Linked DNA regions of Sus scrofa: all the other regions are linked to region 3. Evidence: chromatin contacts called from public Hi-C data. All regions are on one chromosome and are shown on one strand. Each heading gives the region's core, a stretch centred on a gene start, on an enhancer-like site or on the middle of the called end of the contact. The rest is flanking DNA. Distances are from core to core; before and after follow the strand shown.

Evidence for each region. Hi-C and Micro-C count contacts between places; a contact is called where the count stands out from the background.
Region 1: a contact with region 3 is called in a Hi-C map of subcutaneous adipose tissue, with 3 times the contacts expected there. The contact joins the promoter of LOC102167936 here to the promoter of MYO1F in region 3. A contact is called at or near these places in 2 of 5 promoter capture datasets (fetal skeletal muscle and liver), 15 of 47 Hi-C or Micro-C datasets (embryonic fibroblasts, fetal heart ventricle, heart right ventricle and 9 more) and 2 of 2 datasets of contacts at active chromatin or transcription factors (alveolar macrophages and skeletal muscle).
Region 2: a contact with region 3 is called in a Hi-C map of subcutaneous adipose tissue, with 1.8 times the contacts expected there. The contact joins the enhancer-like site here to the promoter of MYO1F in region 3. A contact is called at or near these places in 16 of 47 Hi-C or Micro-C datasets (embryonic fibroblasts, fetal heart ventricle, heart right ventricle and 9 more) and 2 of 2 datasets of contacts at active chromatin or transcription factors (alveolar macrophages and skeletal muscle).

Annotation. Positions count from the first base shown.
Region 1 is chr2:70,696,665-70,699,364 of Sscrofa11.1, reverse strand. LOC102167936 reads left to right here and starts at 1,424. Exons shown (of 4, transcript XM_013987390.2): 1 at 1,424-1,568.
Region 2 is chr2:70,717,580-70,720,279 of Sscrofa11.1, reverse strand. No RefSeq gene overlaps it. Among named protein-coding and RNA genes, the nearest start is that of ADAMTS10, 15 kb to the left of the region's middle. Within about 2 kb of position 1,324, at least 30 of the 83 cell types and tissues checked have an H3K27ac peak or open chromatin away from gene starts, as enhancers often do. A contact at or near this core is called in embryonic fibroblasts, liver, mesenteric adipose tissue and 3 more, where this site is marked.
Region 3 is chr2:70,751,787-70,754,486 of Sscrofa11.1, reverse strand. MYO1F (unconventional myosin-If) reads right to left here and starts at 1,344. Exons shown (of 27, transcript XR_002341669.1): 1 at 1,165-1,344. LOC106507295 (a long non-coding RNA gene) reads left to right here and starts at 1,432. Exons shown (of 3, transcript XR_001303179.2): 1 at 1,432-2,254.

The sequences.
Region 1 (2,700 bases), core at 175-2,674, 55 kb after region 3:
ATAAGAAATGGGGGAACAAAAGCTTGTGCGCCCAGGAGCCCCGCAGGGCTCTGCTTGGTTTTAGTATCATTGACAAAATTGTAAGATTTAGAGTATGAAACCTTTTTATATTGACTCTTGTTCTAACACTAAAGAATGAATCAGAAAATTAAGTGCATTAGTGGTATGACTTCGTGGCTTCCCAAATTGTACTCTGCAGATTTTTCAGCTTTATTAAATTTCGTACAGTTATGGGTCAGTTACTAATGTAAAAGAGTAATCCAAATTTCACCGTCTATATTTCTTTTATTACTTCGTTCATTTTATGATTATTGCTTAAAGTGAATTTATTTTATAGGGAGGAGGAATTTAAAAGTATTAATGTATGGAGAAGGCCACTAAGCTTGCATCAAATGTCTGTTGAAGGAATCCATGAAGGAGGGCGCAGTTCCACACCGCGCCCTCTAGGCGCCGCTGTTCCCAAATCAAGGCCCGCTTAGTCCCACCGCCGGGCGCAGGGCGATTCTTCCTCAAATCCGGCCAGGTTTTGGTCTCCATCACAGGATGCGGAGCATGCCTCAGGCTCTTCCCCACCTACAGATCCACATCCTGCCCCTGCAGCGTGTTTATCCACTCACCCCCCAATCCACTCACCACCCCAACTCTGGGGCCATGTGTGGGATCTTTCCTACAAGCAGCTCTACCCACGTCCCTCTTCCTTCCAGGGTTCCCCCCAAAAGGGTACATGCTGACTTCACCTCTGAGCCTTTGCAAGTGCTGTTCCTTCTCCTGAAATGCCCACAATCCCTGTTTACTGGTGTCCACTCAGAAAACTCATACTGTTGCTAAAGATTTAGACCCACTTTCTCCTGCGGACACGTTGCTTCAGCGTCCTGTGCCTCAGTTTCCTCTGATGGGAAAGCTGGATAGGGAGGGTATGTCTAGAGAAAGGAATCAGAAGACCTGCTGGAGTTTTCCTGTGGCACTGTGGGTTAAGGATTGTCACTCCAGCATCATCACTGCAGCTGCTTGGGTCGCTGCTTTTGCTTGGGTTCCATCCCTGGCCTGGGGAACTTCCACATATCGTAGGCATAGCCAAAAAAAAAAAAAAAAAAAAAAAAGAAAAGGTCTGTAAGGCACTGGGGAGCCACAGAAGATGTTTGAGCAGGAGAGTGTCCTCACATGTAAGGAGAGAAAGGGCTCTCTTCCTTTTGCCTCTTGCTCTAAGTAGAAGGGTCTTATGGGGCTCAAGTGAGAGGCTATAGCTTTGGCCAGCCCAGACCACTCCCTCTCTGAGTCACCAGTGGCTAGACCAGCGGGTCCCCCTCCCTGTGTGCCCTCCTAGTGGGGCCCCTTTGCTCCCAGGTGACCCCTCCTGAGCCTGAATCAGCCTACAGCACCTGCTCCCTGGGCAGACGCCAGGTGTGTGTGTGTGTGGGTGCAGCCCTGCGGGGAAAGCCACAAACTACAGGCGGGGGCCGGGGTGTCACCTCTACGGAAGCGCTGGTGACTCTACCGCAGAGGAGTCTGAGGCCCCACGCGGCTGATGTGGCTCACACAGGACTCACTGGGGACACAGAGACCAGGAGGTGAGGCTTGAAGGCTGGTCATCATCTAGGGGGCGGGGGGCCTCGGGAACCCCGCACTCAGACCACTGCCCCCTGCCTCATTGTCTCAGCCCCTTTGTCCCTGTAGACACCCCCCCACCCCGTTTTCAGCTTTCGCACCCTGCTCTTTCTGTATTTCTCTCTCTCTGGGTCTCTGGCTCTGAGGGTCTGTGTCTCTTTGGGTTTCTCTGTGTGACCCCGAACTGTGTGTCTCCCCGAACTGCGTGTCTCTCTGACTGCCACCATCTCTGTTGTTCCATTCAATCCCCAACTCTCTGGCCAGTACGGTTAGGGGACCACAGGCTTCTCTCCCTCTGCGGGCCCCATCCTCACCCTTCTTTTCAGCAGCTTCTGACCATGTTGCCCTGAGGGGGGCTTGCCTTGGGGAAGGCAGGGAGGGCCTGGCAGAGGTGGCATCCTGGACCAGGTCCCATGGAGCATCAGATTTCAGACCCTGATGCTGACATTCATTTTGGGGGCCCTCCTGCAGCGCCTTCTCCCTGAAACCCACCTTTCTCCTCACTTCTTGCCCTTTCTCCCATCACCGGGCTTCCGACCTCCTGTGGGGTGTCTCTGCTTCTTCTGTGGGTGTTGCCCGCACATCCGCCCCATCCCCCACATGGCGCAGCTGCTGATGGCTGTGGCCCAGCTCACTGTCACCTGGTCAGCACTAGTGGGATGAAACAGCACAGGCTCCATGCACCTCTGGAAGGGACCCAATAGTGTGGGTCCTTATGGGAGACTGCAGCCTATGAATGTGTATGTGTGGGAGAGTGGGAGTAGGGAGGGGTCTGGGAGAGGGGTTGAGGTTCAGAAGATGCTGTTTCAGGGACCAGGGAGGGTCTGCTTTTGGGTGGTTTTCTAGGGGTCTGGCTGTAGGGGTGGGTTGAATTTGTTCCTTGGGATTCTAACCGTTTTCTGAGATCTGGTGGTAAAGTAGCTCCAGTGCTGCGTAGACTGGTGGGTGTTTCTGCTCAGGGTCAATATGTTGTGAGGTCTGACTAGATACTGTATAGTGATCCAGTTACTGCAAAGACTTGAGGGTTGCTGAGGTCTAGCATGACAGCGGGGAGGACCTTGGGCTGTTGCTTGCTGAGCGTGGGGTTGTAATGTG
Region 2 (2,700 bases), core at 75-2,574, 34 kb after region 3:
ACAATGCTGGGGACGTTTCTGTTATAGCCCTGTTGATGGGCACGGGGGGCCCCTGCCATGGCCACTTGGGGGTCGGGAGCAGGAGGAAACAAAACTCTGGGGAGAATCTGAGGTCTTGGGTGGAGGACTGGGGTTTTTTGGGTTGTCGTTGTTTTGTTTTTCTTTTTTATGAAAGTTCCTGGGCCAGGGGTGGAATTGGAGCTGCAGCTGCTGGCCTACATTACAGCCACAGCAAAACTAGATCTGAGCTGCGTCTGTGACCTACACTGCAGCTCATGGCAATGCAAGATCCTTAACCCACTGAGTGGGGCCAGGGTTCGAACCTGCATCCTCATAGAGACAACATCAGGTTCTTAACCCACTGAGCCACAGTGGGAACTCAGCAGGACGGGGTTTGATCAGAGAGCCAGGAGCTGGAGTGAGGAGCAAGGTGGTGGTAGGGAGGGCTGAACCCCTTTCCCATGCATTAGGGACACTTCTGGTCTCTGAGGGTGCCATGCAGGGCTTTTGTCCCCCACATCCCCTCCCTCCAGGGCCAGTCGAATTGATTTATCCCCTCTGCAGCTTGACGGCCCCCCTGGGCTTTTACAACGGGCATCTAATTGGGACCCTGGATGCCCAGTGTGTGTTCCATGGAACTGGGGCCAAGTGTGGGGATTAAGCTGAGCTACATGGGGCCATTCCATGCAGGTCTTCTTGGAACCTTTTATATGCTCATGTGTTCCGCATAGATTTCCAGGACTTATGTGCCCCTTTGGCATTTTTTCCCCCTTAAAGTATTTTGGGGGGCTGGGGGTGGTTCTGGAACAGATAAAGGAAACACTGCCTTAACCCAAAGGGGAAACTCGAATGGTGAAATTTCAGACAGAGACGCCTGGCCAAGCATCAAAGCTTTCCTCCTCCTCCTCCTCTTCCCAGGACCTGGGCACTGAGAACAAGGCTGGCGTCCCATGGCTTTCTCTGGGGTGGCCCAGTGGGGTTGCAAACTCTGGGCAGCCAAATTAGGAGCTCAGGACCGGGCTGGATGGGGTCAGCCCAGGCAGTACTGGAGGCTGGGGTCATGGGGGTGAACCAGGCTCAGGGAGGGCGGAGAGGCAGGATTCCTGCGCTGGGTTATGGCTCCTGATGCCTGAGGGTTCTTGGGAAGGCGTGTCTTCTGGGAATCCTGCGGAGTCCCCTGGGAAGAAGCCCAGAGATTAGCTCAGGAGAGAAACATCTGATCCCCCACACAACCCCCCCACCAGTCCAGGGTCACAGTGGGAGGCTGCAGATTGGCCCTGCTCTTCCGAAAGTAAACACACACTGCTGGCCCAGCCCTGCTGTCCAGCTGCCAGGGCTCTGCCCAGCCCCTTTCTGCAGCCGCTCCAGCGTGTCTGTCCCTTTGGCCTTTCATCTTCTACCTCCTTCTGCCTGCCCGCTCTGGCCTCTCCCAGTATCTGTGACTGGGAGACCCCCGGGACTGGGGGACCCCACGGAACTCAGTCACTCCAGGGCCTGGTGGGCACAGCCTAGACAGGCACAGGGAAGTGGAAGGAGATGGAGGGCTGGCTGCCCCTGGGCTCTCATTGTTATTATTACTGTTTTCATTGCTATTGCCAGTGAGACAGGGAAGCTGGGATAGAGTGGAGAACGCATTGTGTCTGGGACACCCTGACTTTGGGAGCCTCCACCCCTGTCTTTGCCTCCCCCACCTCTGACTTTTCAAGCTGCATCTGCCTCTGCCATGGGGCAGAACTTCTCCATCTACAAAAAGGGTAGTTTTTTGCCTCAGGTTCCATCCCCCACCTCAACTCAGGTCCCAGGACAAGCTCCCACCTCACTGCCCTGATTCTTTACAGGGGAGCAGGTCCATGAGTCTGCAGGGCAAGGTTGGCAGATTTGGAAAGACAGGCTGGAGTGTGGGGTGCCTTAGAGGGAAGGCAAAGAGACCAGGCTGGGCTGGAGCAGGGGTCTGAGGTGTTTAGATGCAATGAAGTAGCAGGAGGGGGTGGGGGCAGACTCTTAAAATTAAAAAAAAAAAAAAAGGAGTTCCCACTGTGGCTCAGTAGGTTATGAACCTGACTACTATCCATGAGGACGTAGGTTTGATCCCTGGCCTGGCTCAGTGGGTTAAGGATCTGGTGTTGCCGGGAGCTGTGGTGTAGGTTGCACATGTGGCTCAGATGCAGTGTTGCTGTGTCTGTAGTGTAGGCCCACAGCTGCAGCTCCAATTGGACCCCTATCCTGGGAACTTCCATACACCACAGGTGAGGCCCTAAAAAGCAAAAAAAAAAAAAAAAATTGTGGTAGGAGTTCCCTGGTGGCTCAGCAAGTTAAGGATCTGCTGTTGCCACTGCTGTGCTGTGGGTCCATCCCTGGCCCTGGGAACCTTTGCATGCCATGGGTGAGACCAAAAAAATTGTGGTAAAATTAATAACAAAATTTACCATTTTAACCATTTTAAAATTTATTTTATTGAAGTATAGTTGATTTACAATGTGTTAGTTTCTACTGTACAGCAAATTGAATGTTATATATATTCTTTTTTAAATTAAAAAAATTTTTAAATTATTTACTTTCTTATGACTGAATCTGTGGCATATGGAAGATCCCAGGCTAGGGGTTGAATTGGAGCTGCAGCTGCTGGCCTACACCACAGCCACAGTAATGCCAGCTCGAGGCAACGCTGAACCCTTAACCCACTGAATGAGGCCGGGGATC
Region 3 (2,700 bases), core at 95-2,594:
TTTGATCAAGGAGTCTTCCTGGTTTGGCTCTGTCTTGGAAGGGTCCCCATCCCAAGAGCACAGCTCTAGCTGCTTTTTTATTTATTTTTATTTTTTATATTTTTTGTGAATTAACCAGAGGGTCCTTGGCTAGCAATGCCCAGCTTATTCCTGGCTTTCTGAACTAAGACGTTATCTCTCAGGCTAATGCAATCCCACGCTCCACCTTGGTCAGCTACCTGCTGCAACCACCAGGAACACTTCAGGTGTCACCACTGGCTCTGTGACTGTCCCAGCCACAGGCCCTCATTGACGAATGACAAAAAATGAAAGCTGAAGTGCTTGCAGATGCATGGAGCAGTGGGCGCCATATTTGCAGCCAGCCCAGGCTCCCTCTTGATGTGTGTGAGACCATGCCACTGTGTCTAGACCCATGATCATGACAGTCTCCCCAACCTTGTTGCCACAGTCATCATGAGACCTCAGCCTCACCAGATGGCAGCACCTCTGGCTGCAGTGTCTTCCCTGCCCCCCTGCCACAGAAGGGTACCCCTGGCTGTGTGGATGCGCTGTGTCTCACCATCTTCTGCTTCTGTGATTGCGACAGCCAGACCACCCTGTCACCCCCATGGGTGTGCTGTCACCATCACTGCAAACCACTGTCCATTTGAGCCAGCTTCCCCTCCCAGCTGTAGACTCAGAGTGGCTGAACCCAGGACCCTATGAATGTCCCAGGGGAGAGGTCCCCCCAACCCCTTCCACATCCTGACAGATTTCCAAATATGACACATATGGGAACTGAAGCCCACAGAGGGGAAGTGACTTACCTAAGGCCCCACAGGGAGATGAGGCAGCAAACTGGGCTGGGAACAGGGCTCCCTGAGCCCCAGGAAAGGGGTCTGTCCCTGTCCCCGAGGCACTGTGATCCCTCAAGACCACTTTCTGTCCTCCGGCTACTACTACTCTATACTTGGTGGCCCATCCCCACTCTGGCATCCTCTTCACCCATCAGGTGGGAGTTTGGTCTCTGGTGAGGGATGCTGGGAGCACCAGAGCTGCACTGTCGGCCCCCAAAGGGTCTGCTGTGCCCAGTTCCATTACCCCGTTCTGATGGTGGCCTCTAGGTGCCTCCACCTGGCTGAGGTCCCCCACCCCTGCACTTCACGGCCACCCTGAGGGACTTACCATGATGGGGGTTGATGTCTGGGCCCCTGTGGGGGAGTGCCTGAATGGGTGGTGGCCGGGGAGCAGGCTCAGGAAGTTCCGGGGGGCGGCTGGGGCATGGCCCTGCTCCTGCTCCTTCAGCGGACTCCCAGCCCTAGTTCCTCTTACAACAGCCCCCTTCTTACTTCCTTTGGCGGGAGGGGCCCGCGGCTACAGGGGAGGGAAGCTGGGCCCGGGGGCGGGGAGAGAACCCAGACGGGGCCGAGGGAGCTGGTGGTTTGGAGCTCTGAGCCTGAAGAGAGAGATTAAGGATGGATGGCACCCGCTACCAGACCCCAGAAAGCCGCTTCTCAGACTCCTCCGGGATGCAGGTACAGCAAACAGCACGCAGGTCTGCAGGACTGACTGCGCTCTTCTGGGCTACTCAGGTCTCTTCGAAACCACTTCAGACGTGCGTCTGCTCTGGGCATCGCAAACTCCCACTTCCAGAATCTTTTTGGCAGGTCCTTCCTCCCTAAGGGACCTTGGGGAGCCATGTGTGTTTTTGTTCGGGGAAGGGCAGCGGGAGTGGAGGGTACCAAGAGCAAGGGGCTCACATTTGGAATTAATGACCCCCAGCTCTGCCGCTTCCGGGATCTCACCATCTTCTTATCGTAAAACAGCTGTGGAGGGCCCTCGTGGCACACATGGGATCCATTAGGTGCTGGCCCACCTGATCTTTGGGAGACCAGTAGGCTGTGTCCTGGACTCTTCACGTTTGAGGAAATGGCAGTTCCGAGAGGTTGTCATCTCCCGGTGCCACACGGCGAGGAGGTGGGGGGGGGGGGCAGAAGCTGACCCTGGCAGGGATCCCTGCGGACGGAGGACAGAGATCCCGGCGGCACACAGCATCCCGCCTGGAGGTTGGCACACCATGGCGCCCCCTAGTGGCCACGTCTGGGGAGGAGTCCGTTTCTGCCTGGATCTCCTGGGCAAGTTTGCTCAACCGACTTGGGTGGGGGACTGCAAACCTCAGCAATACCTTCAGGGACTAGTCGGAAGGACCCCCATCTTGCTGGGGGCGTCAGGGGAGGCTTCTCGAAGAAAGCGATATTGGTGCTGAGACTGCAGGGTGAGTTGGAACTAACCAGGTGAAGAGGAAAGGGGAGGGTACACCTGGTGGAGGAAAGGGTTCTAGCAAAGGCCCAGAGATGGGAAGATGGTGGGGAGACTGAGGAACTTCCAGGAGGCCAGTGTGGGCTGGAGCTCCCCGAGTGACGGGCAGGGTGGTGGCTGGGATTGTAGACGCCAGATTGTGTTGCTTTTGAGAGCCTTTGTGAGAAGCTGTACTTTTGACCTAAAATCACTGGGCTCTAGTGTGTGTTGGTAAAAGCCCCCTTTGGGCTGCTGGGGATGCTTCTAAGCTGGGGATGGGGGACAGCTTAATGTGACCCAGATGCATTGACACCCACCCACACGCACACATGGAAATCTACACAAGAAAGAACTTTATTGATGTAGGGCTTCCTGGCGAGGGGTGTGTGGGCCCCAGGGCAGGGCCTGTAGCACCATGATGGG